Regions from separate parts of the Siniperca chuatsi genome. Here region 1 is linked to region 2. The links are chromatin contacts, called in public Hi-C maps. All regions are on one chromosome and are shown on one strand. Each heading gives the region's core, a stretch centred on a gene start, on an enhancer-like site or on the middle of the called end of the contact. The rest is flanking DNA. Distances are from core to core; before and after follow the strand shown.

What was found. A called contact is a pair of places that touch in the nucleus more often than the background predicts.
Region 1: a contact with region 2 is called in a Hi-C map of liver, with 2.4 times the contacts expected there. The contact joins the enhancer-like site here to the promoter of slit1a in region 2. A contact is called at or near these places in 3 of 3 Hi-C or Micro-C datasets (liver, skeletal muscle and an unstated tissue).

The regions. Positions count from the first base shown.
Region 1 is chrLG11:14,817,382-14,821,523 of ASM2008510v1, forward strand. It overlaps slit1a (slit homolog 1a), which reads left to right. Exons shown (of 36, transcript XM_044213187.1): 24 at 1,507-1,578; 25 at 2,770-2,933; 26 at 3,583-3,707; 27 at 3,835-3,932; 28 at 4,038-4,142. Among protein-coding and RNA genes, the nearest start is that of wu:fc17b08, 41 kb to the right of the region's middle. Within about 2 kb of position 2,235, the one cell type or tissue checked has an H3K27ac peak away from gene starts, as active enhancers do. A contact at or near this core is called in liver, where this site is marked.
Region 2 is chrLG11:14,737,824-14,741,937 of ASM2008510v1, forward strand. It overlaps slit1a (slit homolog 1a), which reads left to right and starts at 2,188. Exons shown (of 36, transcript XM_044213187.1): 1 at 2,188-2,885. The coding sequence starts at 2,677.

The sequences.
Region 1 (4,142 bases), core at 985-3,484, 80 kb after region 2:
CTCAAGCTGCTGTTGGATACAGTGCTGTGAGTAAATGCCACTGTCACATGATCCTCAACACAAGAGCTAAAGCAAAAACCTGTGGCTCAGAGGACTCACAGAATCACAAAACATTATTGGTTTGCAGGTGAACAAGTCTGTGAAAATTTCAAACAAGTTAAGTTGGACAGCCTGTGCACATTGTACAGAACTTCTTTTTAGTCATAATTCATCATTTTGCCTGTCCTGAAACACCAAATGCAATTCCACTCTGAGAACTGTGCCAAGCTAAGATAAGTTGACATAGGTAAGATGGAGTGATGTAATGATAAACAGCTGTAGAAAAGAAAATGAAAAAGAAAGAGAGACAGACAGAGAGAGAGAATGTTAGTACAACAGCGGATCAGGTTTCCTCCTGGAGACTCCCTGGCTCCTTTCTCTGCCTGGCTGGCACACTGTTGCTGGCTTCATGCCCTCAGTATCCTAACTGTTCTCCTACTACCACAACTCAGTCTGCACTAATAAGCATTCTCCCCTGCACACAGGCCAATTAACTTGTTGTCACAGATGGGTACATTGTATATTTTCCCTTTCATACTCAAGCAGGCTCTGTATCCTAACATTGACCAGCTTCACCCTCTGTATCCTTTCACCTGACTCTTCCACAGCTTTGCGGTAATTCACAGATCAAACAAAGAAGGAAGTAGTCTTTCAAAGTCTGTTTATACATCAGTTCTCTTCATCCAGACACAGAGAGCAGATGTGTCATGTATTGGTACTGTGGACTGAGCTGTGGTAACATTAGTGTGTGGTCAGCTGAGGGTTCGAGGTGGTAATGACCCTGCGGATTACAGCAGCCATTAAGCCATGTTGGCTTGTCACCCTAGATAGTAGTCAGAGAACAGCAAGGAAAATAACAGTATATACAAATTAGACTATATGCACACAAACATTAATATACATGCATGTGCCCAAATATGCAAACATGTAAATATACTTGTTAATCTGCACACACACAGTTACACCGATGTTTTTCAATGTCCTGCATGTGGTGCAACTCTGTTACCCCCCCCCCGTACACTTGTTGGCCCTGCCAGCCAGACGCACATAAAAACTTGACACCAGTCTTTTCCAGAGCCTCACATCTTTACCAGCTGCACAAGGCTCAACCAGAAATACAAATCACTTACCTCCCAACACAACACTGAAATATTCCTCAATAAATATTCCTCCTGGTTTTAGTTGTCTGAAAACAAAGTATAGTATGTCGGACTGCAACTAACATTTATTTTCATTATCGTTTAATATGCCAATTATTTTCTTGATTAATCGTTTTGTCTATAAAATTGTAAAAAAGGCCCAAGATGACATTTTCAAATTGCTCGTTTTGTCTGACCAACAGTTCAAAACCAAATCAAAACCAAAGATATTCAATATCGATATCGATATTCAATCTATAACAGAAGACTAAGAAAACCAGCAAATCCTCACACTTTTTTGCTTTAAATCTTCTCTTTTTTCCCTAAGGTCTCTCCATGGCAACGAAATCTCAGAGCTTCCTGATGGCATCTTCAATGATGTGGCGTCACTTTCCCACTTGTAAGTAGTGACACACACACACACACACACAACTTTATACCCCAATGGCAGCTTTTGTGATACCATCTGCACTTACCACTGAGTTTGTGAAGTCTACACACACACACACACACACACACACACACACACACACATATATGCACACACACAGTATGCATAATATACACACTTTCAGTCACAGAGGGGGTCTGGTCAGACAGCCGGAGAGTGTGGCTCACAGTGGCCTGTCTGTAGTCCTCTTTGGTGGGCTCTGCATGAGCCAAGCCCTCCCTTAATCAGCTGCAGTCCTGTGGTTAAAGCAACACACAGACCCCTCTACTGTCTCATCCCCCTGTCACATCTCCGAAACACACACACATGTTCACTGACGCACACACATTCTCCATGGTCTGTGGACTTTAGTGTTTGTTTTGGTTTGTTTATTTATGTCTGTAATTTTGTGTGTGTCTGTCGGGTGTGTGGTGTGTAGCCGTTGTGGACATGTGTAAAACGACACAGAGGTATCTTTGCAGTGGTGCCCTCTGTCATCCAGCCTAGATATGTACATAATCCCTTGACAGTCACTGATCAATAGACCTATCAGTGTCACAGTTGGAGAGGAAGAAGGGAGATAGAGAATACTAAACAAAGATATTTTTTGGAGAGCAGTACAGGAGTCAAGGCTGCGTGAAAACGGGGTGAAGGGAGTGACGGAGTGGAGCCATTGATCCACAGTCACAGTCAAGTGGCTTTCATGTTAGCAGATGTCAGGTGTCAGCTATTGGCCCGGCCTGAAAGATGAGCCTGTGTTCCACCATAATGGAACAGCATCGATTCAGGAGTGTTTGTGCATCCAGCAGGAGGACAAAGCGGCATTGATTCACGACCACCATGACAGAAGTGGTTAAGAATGCCTTCTGTTCACACCTTTGCCTATAATTGAGAAGCCCTCCTCCAGATGATGGATGGCACAAAGTGGCATTGAGCATTAAACTTTAAATCTGTTTTATTATGTGTTTTAGTTGTATAGCACACCAAGTTGAGTTTGGCATGGTTTGTTTTACGTAAGGGTGTAGAGACACCTGCTGCTGATAGAGTGTACTACAGTGACATAGACAGAATTTGTTACTGAACTAAATAAGGTTAAAAAGTATAACACAGCCATCCTACATCATCAAATCATTGATATGTTTATTGTCTCTGCTCAATCAGGGCAATTGGTGCCAACCCCTTGTACTGTGACTGTCGCCTGCGCTGGCTATCTGACTGGGTGAAGACTGGCTACAAAGAGCCTGGCATCGCTCGCTGTGCTGGCCCGCAAGGCATGGAGGGCAAACTTCTGCTCACCACACCTGCAAAGAAGTTTGAATGTACAGGTGAATTATTGTGTTGGTCACGGGAATACAGTGGTGGAAACTAACTAAGTACATTTACTCAAGTAATGCACTTAAGTAAAATTTTGAGGTATGTACTTGAGTATTTCTATTTTCTGCTACTTTGTACTTCAACTTCAAAAATTCAGAGGGAAATTTATACTTTTTCTACTTTGCAGATTCAGACTATTAATACAAATATAATCAACAAATAAATTATGATGTATTATCATACATTAAGATAAGACTTCATTGGTCCCTTGATTGAATTCACAAGCTACCCAACAGTATATAAAGTAATTAAAATTAGCTCCACCTTTACCAGCTGCAAAATTAAAGTGATGTACACATTAATGCATCAATAAATATAATATAATAATATAATACACATTATTCTGAAATGGGCCATTCTGCATAATGAGTACTTTTACTTTTGGTACTTTACATATATTTTGATGCTAATATTTTTGTACTTTTACTAAAGTCAAATTGTGAATGCACAGCTTTTACTTATAACAGAGTATTTTTTTACACTGTGGTATTGCTACTTTTATTGAATATCCAAATACTTCTTCCACCACTGCGGAAATATAATGTAAGTAACAGTAGTATCTACATACAATTCATTCTAATTGGTCTGGCATTTCCCTAGGAGATGTGGACACTGCAGTGCTGGCCAAGTGTAACCCCTGTCTGTCCAGTCCCTGTCTGAACCAAGGCATCTGTCACAGCGACCTGATGGAGATCTACAGGTGCAGCTGTCCTCCAGGATTCAAGGTCAGAGCTACACAATGCTACAACCTATTTGAGAATATACACTAAAGTTTACCTCAAGGTGTTGCAGGTCTTGAAGTATGCATCATTTACAGCAAAAAATGAACATTATCTCTGTTCTCTGTCTCAGGGCAAGAACTGTGAGACAGCTCTGAATGCCTGTGTGAGTAACCCATGTGCCAACGGAGGAACCTGCCAAGTGAATGAGGATGCGAAGGTAGAATACAGGTAAGGAAGACAAGCTTTGAAATCTGTGCAACAAAGGAATGAAATCTTATCTTATCACATAAGGAACTTGGCATGATGACGTAATGAGTGTGTATGTTTTCGCAGTTGCACGTGTCCACTGGGCTTTGAGGGCCCCACTTGCCAAACCAACATTGACGACTGCGAAGACAACGACTGTGAGAATGGAGCAACCTGCATCGATGGAGTCAA
Region 2 (4,114 bases), core at 938-3,437:
ATTGGGTGCTATTCCACATTAATTGCAGTTAGTTCCTTAGCGGAGGTCTTGTGTTTTGCGAACTCTCCTCTCCCAGACTAATTGTAAATTGCTGCCATGTCCTCCCACGGCTTTGAGAGCAGCAGAATAATTCCTGTTGTGTATCTGTTACCACCACCCCCCATTACCACTAAACACCACTGTCTCCTCTTTAATTAGCCATTCATAGAAGGAAGATCTATGCTGCACTGACACTTTTACCAAGACAGATGGCGCTTTTTTCTGCTGTGTGTATGTGCGTGTACACCTGCATGTGCACACGTGTTCCGAGCAGCAACAAAGCAGACACACAAATTTAAATGCTTCTGCTTGCATCTCCCCTGCCTGTTTCTTCTTTTCTCCTTCTGCCTTTGTTAGTTAAACTGAATGGGGTTCTTAGGTCTATGTCATTGTGCTGATGTTTATGTTGGGAGGGATCCACCCCGCAGCAAAGCCCTCTGTAGAACTAGACTAGAGACCAAGTGGCTCGAGCTGAGCCAAGCACAGCCATGGCTCAGGTGTTTGTAACTTTTAGTTACTTGTAGTAGTAGTTTGCCAAGCAATAAGTAAGGAACAAGTCAGGAACAAATTGCTAATTAATGAATAGTAGTAGTATTTCCTGGCTGACTCTAAATCAAGAATTAAATAGTGAGTTGTACAAAAACAGACCTCAAAAACCAAAAAATAGCACAAAAACTGACAAGCTATGCAACTTTAGAAGCCAGTTTATAACAATTTGTTTCTAGATATCTGTGAATCTCTACATGAGTGCCTAATGAATCATTCATGATTAATGCTGAATCAGGTACTAATTGGCACTAAACCAAAGTATTAGTTATTGGTTTTGTGCCATTTAGCAGCTGATCCAGCATTCAAGGGTGCTTCATTAAGTAGGTATTCAGTATTCACAGATATCTAGGATCTAGTCATTACACATTGGTTCAATAAAAAAAAGTCTGCTCCAGGGACAGAGTTATACTAGAAGTGCTTGTTGTTGCTCTTGTCCCTTTGTGAGTTCTCTCAGTTTTCTGTATCTTATTTTAAAGTGTCACCATTTATTTTATTGTGTGGATAACTGTGAACAATGCACTTTGGAGTGAACTCATAAAAACAAGAGGTCCATTTCCTACCCACATCCAGAATTCTAATTTGCAATTCCACGAACTGCAAATCAATATGCATTTGGAAAAGTTTCCTGAAAGCTATACAATTACACTGTCAACAGCGGCTAGACTCTAATACATCCACTGTTTTAACTAAATGTCAGCCTTTGCAAAATAATATTTATAGAGAAGTCCTTTAAAGTAAATAATGGCCAGCAGATGCTGCTTATCATTCAAATTTCCCTTCTCAACACAGTCCAGTTTATGTCTATGTTTTGAGTCCGCTTCAGGGGATGCATGGTCCTGGCATTAAGAGAGGGACTGTGTGCCAGTTACTCCCATAAATCCAAATAACAGAGCAAGTATGGTTGAGAGTGTAGCTGTTTGTCTTTTCATTTGTATATATTAGGATATAATCTCTGTTCCTGTGCCTATGCTGATCTTAAAATATAGTGTTGACTTACTTTTTATGGCTGTGGTCTGCCTTCCCAACAAATCATGAATATTTGTGTGTGTGTGTGTGTGTGTGTGTGTGTGTGTGCGCGCGTGTGTGTGTGTGTGTGCGTGCGTGCGTGCGCTTTTCCACCCCAGTTCACTGCTGCTGCTTCTGTCTGTGTGGCCACAATTGATCTACATGTTAAGACCCACATTTACGGATTATTTATTCCGGCTTTTTGCCTCCAAAGACTGAGGTGTTGATTCCTCTCTTCCCCAGTGGATTCTCCTTCGTTACATGTACACATTCACACTCACACACACACTCACACACACAGCCCAGTCTCCCCACAGCCTCTCCCTTCGGGCAGGGGTTATGCAGTGTCATGCAGGTTAGCTCTCTCTCCAGGGGTTTGCCTGGAGGCAAACCTGAGAGAAAAGGAGTGGAGTAGATTTGCGAATAGAATCAAGGGAATGAAAGAGAGATCTCGAGAATGAGAGTGAGTTCAGGCAGGGTTCTGGGGGGGTGTTGTGTGAGGAGGGAGAGGAGTGGGGGAGGAGAGGAGGGGTAGGGGTGGAGTTGGGGGGCTCTGCTATTTGTAGATCCTTGTGATGGATGACTGGTGTGTGTGTATGTGAGAGAGAGAGAGAGAGAGAGAAAGAGACTGGCTATTTTTTCTTTCTGCTCTTTCCCTATTCCCTCTCTCTTCAGGCGAGCAGAGCAGAGCGGGACTGAGTAAGAGGAGGACAGAGACGCAGACGTGTGCAGACCAGAGCACAGCAACTCCACAAAGACAAGAGAGGAGAAGAGTTTGCAAGGAGAAAATAAGAGAAAGAAAACAGCTTTTTTTTTTTACATCAGCAAACTGTGGTGGATATCATACCTACATCAAAAGAAATCTAGAAGAACAAAAAGGATTTGCTTTGCTTCACAGCTAAGAGGAAAATATTAGCATTTCTTATTTGTTTTCTATTGATATTCACCACAAATATATAATTATTCTAGGGGACTTGCAAAGTGTAGCAGGACTCTTGGTTTTTGCAGAGAAGCAGAGAAACCAAGGTGGACAGAGAGAAGTAGGGGTTTGTTAAAGAAGAGCTGGCTGCTGTGGTGGTGAATATGCCCGTTAGAGGTAGCTGTTTTGGGGCAGGCATGGGCAGGCTGGCCAGACAGCCACTCTGGATGTGGGTGGTGATGCTCTGTGCCCTGCTCATTGGCAATGCCAGTGCCTGCCCAGCCCTGTGTACCTGCAGTGGCACCACAGTAGACTGCCACGGACTGGGTCTCAGAACCATGCCAAGGAATATCCCCCGCAACACTGAAAGACTGTGAGTACCATATGTACTCTAGCTCCTTGTATGTGTGTATATATGTGTGTGTGTGTGTGTGATAGAGAAACTCCCTGATGGTGTCCCTCTGTCTTCTTTTTTCACTGTTTCCCTTCTGTTTGCTATATTGTATTGTATTGTAATGCCTGAATATATTGTAGTGGTGCACATGACTTTGCTTAGACTGAAAGAGAACAATAGCCCTGCCTGTAAAGCTGTGTGTGTGTGTGTCAGTCAGTCAATCACTCACTGGCATTCCAGTCAGGTATAAATAGGCATGAGGGACTGGAAAGAGCAGGAGCAGATGTGTGCCTTTCACATGTGTCCATAATTTACTTACCTGCTTGTTTATGCTTGCTGCATGTATTTGATGTTTTTTATAAATCCTTAAAGCAAATGGATGGAGTCTAATTTTTGCTCCACTTTTTAATGTGACATAAATATAGAGATTAAAAAGTAAAGTTAAAGTTTAAACATTTAAAAGAACCAGATTTGCTGTCTGTTCTGTGGTTAATTTATATTCTGTTATATTTGGGAATACCCCCCCCCCCCCCCCCCATCCACACTCATATCATATGTCCTGTCTGTGCAGCACTGTGCCTCCCTTTATCTCTTTTTTTCCCCTCTCCCCCTTTTCACTTTTCTCCACTCCCGAGCCAAAGACTCCCCTCTCCCCCCTTCTCATGCCCGTGAACACTCACTCCACAAATTGTTAAATCATGTAGAAAATTAAGCAAATCTGCTACTTAAGTGAGTCTTGCGCGAGGATCACGTAGCTGTCTTGTAAAACACAGGGAGGATGGGCGATGGAGGAAGAGGTGAGACGCCGGCTTGCAGAGTGGAGTTTCTCTGTCTTTTCTGACATTCCTCTGAAATATTCATCAGTAAATCAGAAGTGAGGAGTGCAGGGAGGGAAATAGATTGTTCTGTTTCAGCTTTTAGAATATCAATCCTGAATAAAACATGCAGTGGGAACGGAGGAGAGAAAGTCTGTGTCAGAGGCAGCATTGGCATAGTGGGAGCTAACTGCATATTTTATACTTTTCATATTTAATTTCTAAGAACACCTTTTTTTTTTTTGGCCTGGCTGTCTGCATGTTTCCGGGTTGCTTATGTGCAAATGCTGGTTCAACATTGAATCAGAGAGGAAACATGGTCATTTTGTGGTTTCCTTTTACATGAATGGCCATTCACACTGGAAATATACCCTGCCCCTCCACTCAAGAGCA